2 separate regions of the Mus musculus genome follow, and region 2 is linked to region 1. Evidence: chromatin contacts called from public HiChIP or PLAC-seq data. All regions are on one chromosome and are shown on one strand. The core of a region is the stretch at or near the end of the contact, and the rest is flanking DNA. Distances in the headings are between cores, read along the strand shown.

The links. HiChIP or PLAC-seq counts read pairs in DNA pulled down with a chosen protein or histone mark.
Region 2: a contact with region 1 is called in an H3K27ac HiChIP or PLAC-seq map of VIP interneurons, with 3 times the contacts expected there. The contact joins the enhancer-like site here to the promoter of Kcnb2 in region 1. A contact is called at or near these places in 4 of 115 datasets of contacts at active chromatin or transcription factors (VIP interneurons, embryonic stem cells, forebrain and 1 more) and 2 of 9 other capture datasets (embryonic stem cells and pancreatic islet).

What each region holds. Positions count from the first base shown.
Region 1 is chr1:15,285,261-15,291,592 of GRCm38.p6, reverse strand. Kcnb2 (potassium voltage gated channel, Shab-related subfamily, member 2) reads right to left here and starts at 4,668. Exons shown (of 3, transcript NM_001098528.3): 1 at 4,109-4,668.
Region 2 is chr1:15,647,834-15,654,031 of GRCm38.p6, reverse strand. The region is part of intron 2 of Kcnb2 (potassium voltage gated channel, Shab-related subfamily, member 2); the gene reads right to left. Among named protein-coding and RNA genes, the nearest start is that of Gm51617, 33 kb to the right of the region's middle. Within about 2 kb of position 2,076, at least 32 of the 459 cell types and tissues checked have an H3K27ac peak or open chromatin away from gene starts, as enhancers often do. A contact at or near this core is called in VIP interneurons, forebrain and pancreatic islet, where this site is marked.

The DNA of each region.
Region 1 (6,332 bases), core at 3,419-5,918:
TGCAGGAGCTAGAAGACCGATTTGGTGTTGTTCCTCTGGAAGGCTGGTCACTTCTTTTGAGATAGGCTATGTGAGTCAGACTGTGTGTGCAGGAACCCTCCTGTTTGACCTCTCCATCACTAGGATGGCATGCCAGAATCACCACACTGTCTCTTATGTGCAATGCATCCTATGTGCATTCTGGGAAGTGCTTTATGCATAGTGGCTCTCACCTAGCCCCAAACTTCCAAGGGCCACTATAAGCACAATGCTGTCTAACAATGTTAACCTTCTTAAGACAGCCCCCACCACAATTTGAAAGTCAACCTAAAACTAAGCTATTTTCTTCTGTCAGATTCACAGTGAACATTTATTGGGAATGGAGGGTGGGAGATGGGTTTCTCTTGAATTAAGACAACAACAAGATGCCCTTCAATTTGGTCTTTCAAATCCTCTCTTTATTCTTAGGACCACCCTTAGAGAGAATATACAGCTCCCAAGGAATCAAGAAATGAAAACATACATCCTGGTTCTATGTAGGGTCACCCTTCTTGATATGCTCTAATATCAAAGTGGGTCACAGTGTTCCTGAACCCAAAATACTGACTTCAAACAGACTTCTCCATTTCCTTCCTGTGTGACTTTAGGCAGGAAAAATATGTGAATTTTAGTTTTCATGTTTGCATATAAAGGGCATTAGTTATGCCTTCGCCATCAGGAGATTGTAACACTGAAAAAGTATTTTCAATATGTTTAAGACCTGGCTCAACTAAGTGTGGACTATCATAATTATTTTATTCATTTAAAGAAGACAAAATAAATATTCTTATTTATAATGAAAATATTCTGATGTTCTCTGTAAGTCTAAAATGGAACATTTAGTAAAATTTTAGTGTTATTGATGATAGAGTTTCCAGAGAAGTCCTGAATTCATAGCCTGTGGCAAATTTTCATAACCTTGATCATGAGTTTGTTTTGATTAACTTATTAAGTATGAAATTGTGAAATGTGTTTCTACATGCAAGAACTCTATCATTTTGAACTGAAGCATTCCTCAGCTAAGAATGCAAGGATTTGGTTTTTGTCTTTCCCTCTTCTGCTTTAAAAGCTGGGGACAGAGGTTGTCGTCCATGCATCAAGCCTGTGCTACATTCTGATCCAGCAATCTTCTTATACTTAATAAGCATTACACCAACTAACAAAGAAGATAGTTACGTATCTTTATGTTATTAAATTGCAGAGTAAAATCAGGTACAGTTCAGCTGATGAAAAAGGCATTTTAAAGAGGCTGCAGTATTGCCTTGGCTCACATGGATTGAAAGACCCTTCCTGACACAGTTGGTTTGCTTTCTTATAGAGTACACCTTAATAAAGAGCTTGGAACACTACATATCTATAAAGGAAGAGAGGAAATATATATTTATTTCCTCTAGTCTCTGGAGATACTTGTGGTCCATAACTAAAAAAGTCTCAAAGTTGCTCTGCTCTGTAAAGATTCTTTTATCACCTGGGAGTAATATGAGTATAAAGTCTTACCTTAAAAAATACTCATAATTTCAAAACTGTCACATATAAGCCATCCCTACTTTGCATGCCTCTTAAGGCCCTGTGAAACCAGCAAGCATTTTGCTCTTGTGTAACTGTGACTTGGTGACTGTGTGACTGTAAGAAACTGTTAAGAGTAATCTGAAATAAACAAAGTATCCCAACCTTCACTGTCTACCTTAGAATACACATGAAGTAATTTCCCATTAATTTAAATTTTATCTTAGTAACTAGTCAATAAAAGACCATAGTTTCAAGAGCTAATCAAACAAAAGACATGAGCTGGGGTGGAATGAAGTATGTTTTGTGGGTTTCCTAGATTGCCAGTAATATGATATGTGATCTACTTTCATAAGATGTATACAGGTGCAGTGATTTCTGTATAAAATCAGTAAAAATCAAAAGACATGCATTTTTTTTCAAGAAGCAAACTACTTTTCAGTGTTCCATAGACTTAGACATTTTTAAACATTCAGATAGTCTACCAAAAATCTGATCAGATATGCCTTTACATTGCCAAAAATGTGATTGAACCCACGTCCTGCATTTTTCTAGCAATCTCATTCTTGAACATCTTAGAAGAGCAGGCTTTGCTCCCATCCCCCTACACACCGCAGGCATCAGCAAGGAAGCTTTGAGAGCCAAGTCAAAAGCACTGGTGAGGTGATAGTTTCCTCCTGTCTGTCTGACCAGTCAGCAGACAAACAAACATACTTGGAGAACTTAAGTGTAGGATAAGGTGAAGTAGATCTGAAGACAGTGAGACACAGATTGATTCTCTTCAGGAAAGGGGGCTAAACACAAGAGGATGGAGACAAAGTATGCAGTCAAAAGTGCCAAGTGGCAGGCAGCAGAGCCCTTCTCTGGAGTCCATGGGTAGGGGTGTGTGGAAGAGGGACAGTGGAGGACACTAAGACAGGGAGGGGAAGGTTGAAGGAGAAAGAACACAAAGAGAACTGCCAAGTGGCTCACCCCTTTCTCCAAAAGTCTGAGTAGTGCTCAAGAAAGGAGAAGAGTATATTGGAGGGAACCTTGTTTGTCATGAGCAACGGCCCTGAACCCAGAGGTACTCCATGAAGAAGCGGCCCACAGGGGTGGCTTTGTGGGTGCATATAAACACTTGGAGGTGACTTCCCCATTCAGTGGAGAAGTGAGTTATTTCTATACTGGATGATCGGTATTCTCAGGGAGTCTTCATGGCTACATAAGTAAGCCCCACACTGGAAAAAAAAAATAGCACTGGAAGCAGCCAAACTGAAACATGTACACTTCCATGCACAGTGTAAGGGCCAAACTACCGAACGTTCTGATTAGATTAAGCACAAGAACTCTCTAGTGCAGATTTCTAAATGTTTTACTCACATATTAAAGGATAAGTGTGAGACAAGTTTTTTTATTTATTGATGTACCCTGCGCAAGTACCCAATGGGTGAAATAGATAAGACTTTATGATATGAACAATTTTAACATATTACTCTCTTTTCGAATTCTTTCCCAGGAGTCACTGACAGGAAAGACTTCAGACATTTGACCAAAATTGATTATTTGCTAATTCTACGAAATGTGCTATCACTAGTGAGTAATCCAAAGGTATCTATCCTACACAATGCTAGACATTTGAAAATAATAACAGTAAAATGTTTACTTTTTTTAAAGTTGGGATTGAAAAAAGAGTCAGATTGTCAGCAAACCCCCAACCAATCAATAAGAAAAAATTAGAAACGTGAAATGTCATTTAAAATATTGACATTAGTGTGTGACTTGATTGGATGGAGTGTTGAACCTACATGCAATCACCCCGATGCCTACCTGTGCATATATTGTGCAAAATATCCTAGTATTAGTCTTATCTATGTTATTCTTTACTGTCAAAACACTTGTGGGGTCATAAACGTCGCATAAATGGCATGTTTATGCACATTGCACATTGGTTCTTTTTATGAATGGATGAAAACAAATGCTCCTTATCTGAGGTAATAGATGGCAAGGTACTATCATGAAAAGGTTCATTAAGTCTTGGCAACAAAAGATGAGGCAGATGGTGGTGTCTTTCAGTGCCACTCAGGGCAACTGTATCCCCAGGTCTCCTTGACATATTGTATTGGAAAAAGCCTTGGAGTGCTTTCCTTAAAGACCTGTTCTAGCTCCTTCCGAGGAACCAAGACTGCTCACCACTGAGGAATAAAATGCATGTATGTCTCTGTATTCTGGGGACTGTGCATACACAACAGATATCATACTCCCTAAGTCTAGTCCGACAAGTGTGTGCATGCAAGTGTGGCATTTACCATCAAGCGATCAGGAAGAGAAGGCAACCGGGGTTCCTTTCTTACATACAACAGTTTCATCTTTTTGATCAAGTTAGGCTTTTAAGGGGCTTATACTTGTGTGTCTCCCCCACCAGGAAGAAGCATTTCGTTAATAATCTGTCAGGGCTAACAACCCAGCCAGCTTTGTTTGTAAGTCCACTGGGCGCCATATGGCAGTTTCCAGTTCCTTTAGCAACTCAAGTCTCACTAGACTGCCACAGTGAAGCATCTCTAAAGAAGAGCTCTTGGGGAGCTGCAATGCCCAGGTCACTTACCTAGCTCCCACGGACCCAGCTCTGCTCAGCCAGCAGCTCTGGCTCCTGTGCCACAGGGGGCTGTGGGATTCCCTGCTCCCTCAGAGGACTCCTCTCTTGCAAAGGTCCCTTTTGCCAATGATGTGTCGTTGGAAATCCCCCTCCCCTCCACAGAGAGGAGGGTCTGCCCGGCTGGCTGGAGCTCCAGGCAGCTTTCCTTCCTTCTTTACATATCTCACTCCGGTTCGCAGTCTCTAGTAAAAGGGCTCACAGAAGCCGCATTGGTAAGAAGCGAAGGCATCCTTTAAAAAGAACAATAATCTTCCTCGATCGTCACCCGCCTTTCCCCGCGTGGAGCCCCCATCCCCCTGTCGCCGCCGCCGCCGCCCAGACCAGAGAGGGCTGGAGTGAAGGGGGAAAAAAAATCAAGAGGTTCTCTGCGCGCCGCACCAGCCCTGGACTTGGCGCTGGATCCCGCTGCCGGAGGAGCGGCTGTGGCCAGCGGGGGCGGCGGGTGCTCAGGGGCACTCGGTGGAGCTCGGTGGGTGTGTGTCTGTGCAGCAGCGACGCTGGCTCCGCGCGAAAAACCAGGCGGGGCGCTCCGGGCGCGGGTCCCCCGCCCCGTAGCTCTCCGGCCAGGCGCGCACACACGCCCGCGGCCACCCAGCCTCGCGCTCCGCCTTCCGCGCTCCGCGCACCCGCGGGCAGAGCGGCCGCCAGCGCCTCTCTCTGTTTCTCCTCCTCCAGCGACTCCCAGGCAATCGCAGCTCCCGGGGGTGGGTGGCGGGGATGCACCGCTGGCCCGGCACCTCCTGGGAAACGCCAGGCTCGGCCTCCCGGCGCCTGAGCTCGGCAGGAGACAGCGCCCCCGGTGCCCAGGGTGCGGCCCGGGCGCGGACGGTCGGGCGCCGCCCACACCTCGCCCGATCCTCCCTAGGCTCCTGCGGCCGCCTGGGTCCGGGCTCCACACCCACCTGTCTCTCTTGGTGGCTTGCACACGGACACACTAGGCAAGGGGTCCACAGCCCGGCGGCCACCCCACACACGCGGCCGGGGAAGCCCTGGTAAGCCCGTCGAGATGCTCCCGCAGCTTCATGGATTTCCTGGCCTTTCTCTTCCATCTGCTGTGCTCTCCTGCTGCCAGACCCCTAAGCGACCAGAACCAGTGCTCCTTGTTCCACCATGGGGAACTGGGACAAGGACATATGGCTCCTGAGGATGGGCCACGGAGTATTTTCCCACAAAAGAAGTTTCTCGGATAAAAAGGAGCCCAGGTGGAATCTGACTTCACTTCTGTATCCTCCAGCTCTATTCAGGACCATATCCAGGAGTCACTGGCCTTTCTGTGTCTGAGGCTAAAGCTGGGTAGGACTCTTTAGACACTCTGATTCTTGTTTCCCACAGGGGTGCTATGACCCCCCCAGAGTCCACCAGAGACCTGGGAGGTGAGAGATTCCCAGGACTCAAAGATGAAATGCCCCCCAGTAGAGAGAAGGAACTTATAGAGTCCACCTCCAGCAGGAAGACAGGACTTCAAATGAGGGGGGTGCCATCCCACAGTCATATCTCTGACCCATAATTGTTCCTGTCTGAAAGAATTACAGGAATGGAAATGGAGAAGAGCCTGAGGAAAATAAGGTCCAGTGACAGGCCCAAAGTGGGATCCAGCTCAAGGGGAGGTCCCAAGGCCTGACACTATTACTGAGGCTATGGAGTGCTCACACAAAGGGATCTATCTATCATGACTGCCCTCCGAAAGACCAAACAAGCAGCTGAAAGAATCAGGTGCAGATATTTGCACCCAACCAATGTACAGAAGCAGCTGACCCCTGTTGTTGAATTAGGGAAGAGTGAAAGAAGCTGAGGAGAAAGGTGATCCTGTAGGAGAACCAGCAGTCTCAATCTGGACCCCTAAGATCTCTCAACCACTGGACCACCAAACAGACAGCATACACCCGCTGATGTAAGGCCCCCAACACACATAGACTAGAGGACTGCCAGGTCTGTGTTCATTCAGAGATGAGGCACCTAACCCTCAAGAGATTGAAGGCCCCAGGGAGTTTAGAGGTCGGGTGTGGTGAGGTGTGGGGGCATCCAAGTGGAGACTGGGTGAGGTGGGGAGGAGGTGTGGGATGTGGAGCAGTTGGAGGGTGCATGGGGGTGGGGAATGGAATATGGCGTGTAAAAATAAGTTGAAAACAAAATTAAATTAAAAATAAACCTGGTTTGCTTGATTTAGTGGTCT
Region 2 (6,198 bases), core at 827-3,326, 370 kb before region 1:
TGGCTGATGCTGATGCTGCACTGAAGAGCAACCATGGAGTCTATCCACATGGGCTTCAGTTCCTTTTGGTGCATACGTCCTTATTTGTATCTGATATTCTGAGATAAAGAGTCATCCTGCTGCTTTCTAAGTGAATCTTCTCTCAGTGTGGACATGTGCACGCACATGCACACACGGTACACTACACCTCCTCCACTACATACATCCTACACACTACATCAACATACACTGTGCATGTCTGTTGATTATACATATACAGTACATGCACAACACATACACTACACATGTCCACTCATTTTATATATATATATGCATATACATATATGCATAAGTATATACATATACAGTATAACACGCACACACACACACACACACACACACTACACACCACACTACATTCAACCCTTATGACTCTCCATGGCTGAAATAACAGAGTCAGACTGTAAACTTTATGAAGTCTAAAATCAGAACTGAATGCCCTGGAAGGACATTCATGAGAACCTCTTGGAGGTGAATGAAGAGCCTCCATTCATTCTCTCTCTCTGTGCATCCTCCCTTCCAGCCCTTCTCTCCTCTTCTTCCAAAGATGTTTCAGTTTCTCAGCCCCCTTATAACAGCTTCTGGTATGCTGGAGGCAGAGAGAGGCTCGGGGTTGGGCACAGGTGTGCCTCGATGCTCTTTAGAAAAATAAACAACTCCATGTGGCTTTATTATTATCATTTTTTCCTGGTAAGAAGAGAAGGTGGTAGAATCAGAAGAAATTTAGGATTGTTACAGAATTTTCTTATTCGGTGATAAAGTAAGAGATGTACATTTCTCCTGCCTACTGAAATGATAACTCTGGAGTTTATTTTTGGAAAAAGTACTTCTCATGTTGTAAAAGTTTAATGGCCTCTGAGTGACAAGGGAAGTTCCAAATGGTCTCCGCTGGCTGTTTCCTGGCTGCAGCAGAAGGTGACTGAGGACAGGCCCTCCTTGCTCCTGGGGAGTTACAGGAAACACTCCTCTGTTTATTTGCAAGGTGCTATTAGGAACAGGAGGCCTGCAAATATTAAATATTTTCTTCTCCTGTCTCTGAACGGGAGGCTGGACAGAGGAGACAGACCTAAGATGAACAGGTTCGGTGCTTTTCTGTCTGAGAAGTGTCAGCATTTTTATCCTTTTCTGGCTTACAGTGTGATTTTTCCCGACACAATTTCCTTAAACTTGGTGTTCCTTTAAAGCCGAAGATCATTATCTACAGCTGCTAGTCAGGGTGGCTCTCCAGTGTGCAAACAAATCGCCCGGGGTCTTGTTAAGATGCAAATTGAAGGGTCAAGGAGGTTCTGAGAAGCTCCTGTTGAGCTCCCAGGTGATTCTGAGGTTGCTTGGCCAAGTGCTACATCTAGAAAGGCAAGGGAGGGGGCTGTGTATAAAATGAGGGTGGATGCAGCTTCCCTGTTTACTATGGGATAGTGCCTCTTTCCCCTTCTGTCAGGAACATACACCATCAACTGAGACTTGTTGAAGTCTTGCCTGCAGAGACCCAGAGGGAGGTCTCCTGCGCGTGACTTTCTGAGACTATGGCAGAGCCAACCGACATTGTTTTCAGAACTGCAGCCCTGGCTCTTCAGCTTCATGTCAAGTATTCTCTGGGCTCCAAAATAGCAGCAGTTGAAGGTTGAAGAAGGGCGTGGGAGAACAGAGGGTATCAGTGGAAAGCAGCTTTCTGGGTTCCTGAACACTTAGCAGTCGTGTGCTTCAGATGAATTTGGGGCAGATCAGACAGACGAGGATGAAGAGAAAGAAGGCTTCTCATGGGTTCCGACGTTTCTCTTGATGCAGCCTGGATGGAGAGAAATTAAGCCCTCCAGTGCCAGGTCATTTGGCTGGGGTCCCTGGCACACAGATGGTGTCACAGTCAGGCCGGCCCCCCTGACTACTTCCGACAGAGAGGTGATGAGAACCTTTGGGCCCCACAGGACCACAACAGATGTTGTTTGGTTCTGGCAGCTGAGCGGAGAGCCTCATAGGCAGTGTAAACATTTCATCTGCTCAGCCTGCTGTCCCCGCTCTGCCTTTGAACAACTGTCTTCCTCTCCAAGTCTGTATGTTGTTTCCCATGCTTAAACTGCTCAGGGAGTGTGGGCCAAGGCCCAGGGTGCCTGTGTGCCTGGAGCTGGCCATGACGCTTGTGCACTTGGGGAAGGCACTAGATACATACAGATCAAGGCAGAAATCAGATTCACAGGCAGCCAGGTTGCCAGGGACTCAGCATTCCACTCAAACTCCACTCTCAGACTCCCTCAAAAGGCTCTGGTCTACCGATAAAATCCAGTCTAAGACTTTAAGACAACATTGAAAACTCTGGAAACCCTCTAGTGAGTCCACTGATGTCTCTGGAGCAAAACTACTGAAGATGGTTTTTAGGGATACAGGAATGGTAAGTTTTTTGAAAATAGAAATTATGTTCCAATCAAATTCAAAATTAGTGAAGAGGAAGAATCCCCCAGTGCAAAAAGAGCAAGCCACAGTTAATTAGCTTTTAAATTGTAGTTCTGAGTGGGCAAGAGCAGGCAAGTCCACATGCGCCTCTCAGTGTCTCTTTTGGAAATGAAAATGAAAAAACAAAACAAAAACAGCTGCGTGGTGTGTGTGTAATGTCTCACCATAGCAAGAAACACTGCCTTCAATCAGAGAACAGAAACTTCTGACTCTGGTTTAGCCCAGTAGGTGAAGGGCTAAAGACACACACGCACGCACGCACGCACGCACGCACGCACGCACGCCCACGCGCGCACGCGCGAAAACATTGGCCCAGTCCCTAGCACTGCACAAAGTGGACATGGTGGCCAGTACCCACAATCCCAGCACTCCTGAGTTAAAGGCAAAAGGATGAGAAGCTCAAGGTAACCCTTGGTTACATAGCAAGTTAGAGTCCAACCTGTGCTAAATGGGTGAGCACCCAGTGTACTTACTGATCAGCTAATTCTATTGGCTAAAACTTGTGTCTGAGTGGCCCTCAATGGTGGGTCCCTCACAGCAGGAGAAAACTGGTATGATCTGTAGGAAGAGGGGCCTTGGATTGCACAAAAGGCTGAAGGGTAGCAGATATTACTACCTTATGGATCTCTCTACCTAATGCAATCTGCCCAATCCTGGCCATGCTGCAAATAGCCCCCAACAGAAGGCATCAGTTCCCCTAGGTACTTGATGGAAATATACTTGTAGGTGGACATCACAGTTCCATGGAGCAACAGCGACAGTTCTACACCATTCTCCTTTTCCATTGCTACCCTAACAAGGAAGGGCAGAGCATCTCTACTCTCTGGCCAGCTGCCTGTCACTTACAGTTGACATTCTTCCTGTGTTGGTCAGCATAGCCCTGCCAGAGGCTCTGTGGACAGCAACTAATATTCTCTGAGTATGCTCTGTAACACTTTCCTGAACCCCATATCCCTAAGATTGCCTCAGTGGGGGTGCCACTCATTGCTTTTATCTTTCCAATTTTGGAAGATACAACACTTGGGTCAAGTTTCTCTTATTTTAAACCAAAGGCTGTGACAGATGCCAGGGAGCTGGTCATGGTCATGGAGTCCATGTCCTTTCTCCTGCTGCTGCATAGGTAGGAGCAGTGCAGAACCGAGACCTTTTTCATAGTTGTGCTGCCTTAGTCTCATGAATGAACTAAGCAAAGGATGTAGACCATGTTTCCACATTTGTGTGCTCCTTTCAAAGGAAGCCTGCTGGAAAAGCTGTTCTCTTCCATATGAACTCCTTGCCACCATAACTACCAGGTGCCACTCACAGCAATTTACGAGCGCTAGGCACTTTAAGATAGATGTTAGAGCCACAGAAACCTTCCCAACAGATATGTGAAAATATAAAGACTTTCTTCTGAGTTTTCTTTTCACCCAGAAAAACAAAAAACCAGGCATATTAACTTTAAAAAGACTCTCCCGGGATTCTACTGCACAGAGTACCACACTGGACCTGATGGGAAAAGGAGAGAATGAGTGGAAGATGGCTACTCAGAGCTAAGCTATTTAAAGGCAAATTGGAACATGTTGGGCAGGAGTGGGGCTCTTTTCACAAAAGTATGTGCCTGACAAACATGGCCATTGTCCTTTCTGCTCAGAATGCTAGTCAATTACAGTTACAGCTGCACAGTTGAGATGCCAGGTCGTAACCAGATGCTGCCAAAAGGAGCAATTTTCTTAAGATGCACCACAAACCAATTCTCCCAAGACACTCTCCATTGAGCAAGCAAGTACCAGCAGGGCCAGCGATTCAGCAGGCTTTGGGGCGGGGTGGGGGTGGGGGTGGGGGTGGGGGGTGGGCAGAAGAGGCTGACAAGCTTACAGGAGCTGAGGCTTCGTTTTATCCGGGCAGGCTGTTTTTAAACAGCAAAGGGCTAACTTCCTAGGCTAAGAAAAGATTGCATCTGTTCTCTCCATGACTACATTTGGTCACAATTCTCTGCTAAACCACAAAGGATTTGTATGAAGAATCAGTTCTTATGGGCAAGAGTCACTAGTGAAGTTCTGAATATATGAGATTAAACGCTTCTACCTCATATCATAGGAAAAAAAGCTATTTTGTATCCTATAATACAAACTGTATTTTTCTCAAGCATTTGCTGTCTACAGGGTGACTTTAAAATAGAAACACAGGGGCTTTTTAAAAAAATTATCATCTAAATAATATGTGATATAAGTTAGTGTATGTGTATGCATGCATGTATATGTACATGAGTAGATGCATGTGTGTATTGTGCACACATGTATGTATGTGTGTATGTGCATATATGTGTGTATTGTGTGTGTGCATGCAATTGTGGGTATGTGTTACTGGAAATTGAGCCACAGATTCACTCATATAAAGCAAGGGCTCTACCACTGAGTTATATGCCAAAGTCTGACATAAGTCATTACATTTTTAAAAACTTCACTGTCATTGTGTGAGTGTATGTGTGTATACATTATGTGTATGAGGGGGCTTCTGTGTCATGGTTATTCAAGCTAAGAATTATTAGCTTATCATATATCATATGAAATACTTGCCACCTCTGTTTTGGGTTGCCTTTGTCATGTCTTCTCTATTAAGACCAACAATCAAGCGCTTAGTATTTCACATGAAGGGAGCCTTTTGAGGCATTCATTCATTAATTCATTCACTTATTTATCAAGATATACCAAATAACTTTTCTCTGCATGTGTCTCTCCATATATTTTCATCTTCTTTGGCAATATTTCCTATCATGCAAAGCTCTTAGTGTTAATAAACACATGTCTATATCTGCCACCTCACGTGACCCTTTGGTAATTCTGTGAGGTTGTCAGATCAGATATTATTCCATGAAATATTACATTATTACATGGCACTGACACTCAAAAAGGTTCATTGCCAAGGTCACTCAGGCCACACAGTTATTGTGAGGGAAAAACAAACAATCCAGAGCTAGAAGCCATCACGTTTACTTTGAAATACTTTGTTTCAAGTATTGTATTTATTTTTAAATAGTTTTTTTTTACATATCCTGTATGCATGTGTGCAGGTATGCAATGGCAAAAGCATGCAGGTAGAGGTCAGATGTCAGCTTTTGGGTCCCCGGATTGAACTTGAATCCTCAGGCTTGGTGGCTGATGCCTTTACCTGCTGAGCCATCTTGATGCTCCCTCAGACAGTTTGTTTATATTACACAATTGCTGCTCTATTGGTAGCCCCCATTTACTTAGTGCTTTGACACAAGGTATCAGCAAGGTACTTGTGGTATATTATCTCTAAGTCCTCATCATAACAACTTATGAGACAGCCAAAACTCAGAGATCAGATACAGTAGCAGGAAGTGAGCAAACGATAACCCTGATCTTTCCCACCACAGGACAATCTCTTCTCAGATGCAAATGTTGTAGGAGGAATGTTTACATTCTTCCTTAATGGTTTTAGACTCATTGAAGCTCAAAGCGTAGATGATGACAAGAAGAGCAATGACTGCGTAAGAATCTAGCTTTGATTATATTCACCTCTATTTTAAAGCATCTGACTTCACTGTGCTTGAAATTTCTATTCATTTATTTTTTTGAGACAGGGCCATACTATGTGCCTCAGCCTGGAAATTGTTCTTGTAGCTCACACTGGCCTTGAAGACTTGATCTTCCTGCTTTAGCCTATATACATGGAGTATAGGAATACTTGACCAGACTGGCTTCTAAGTTT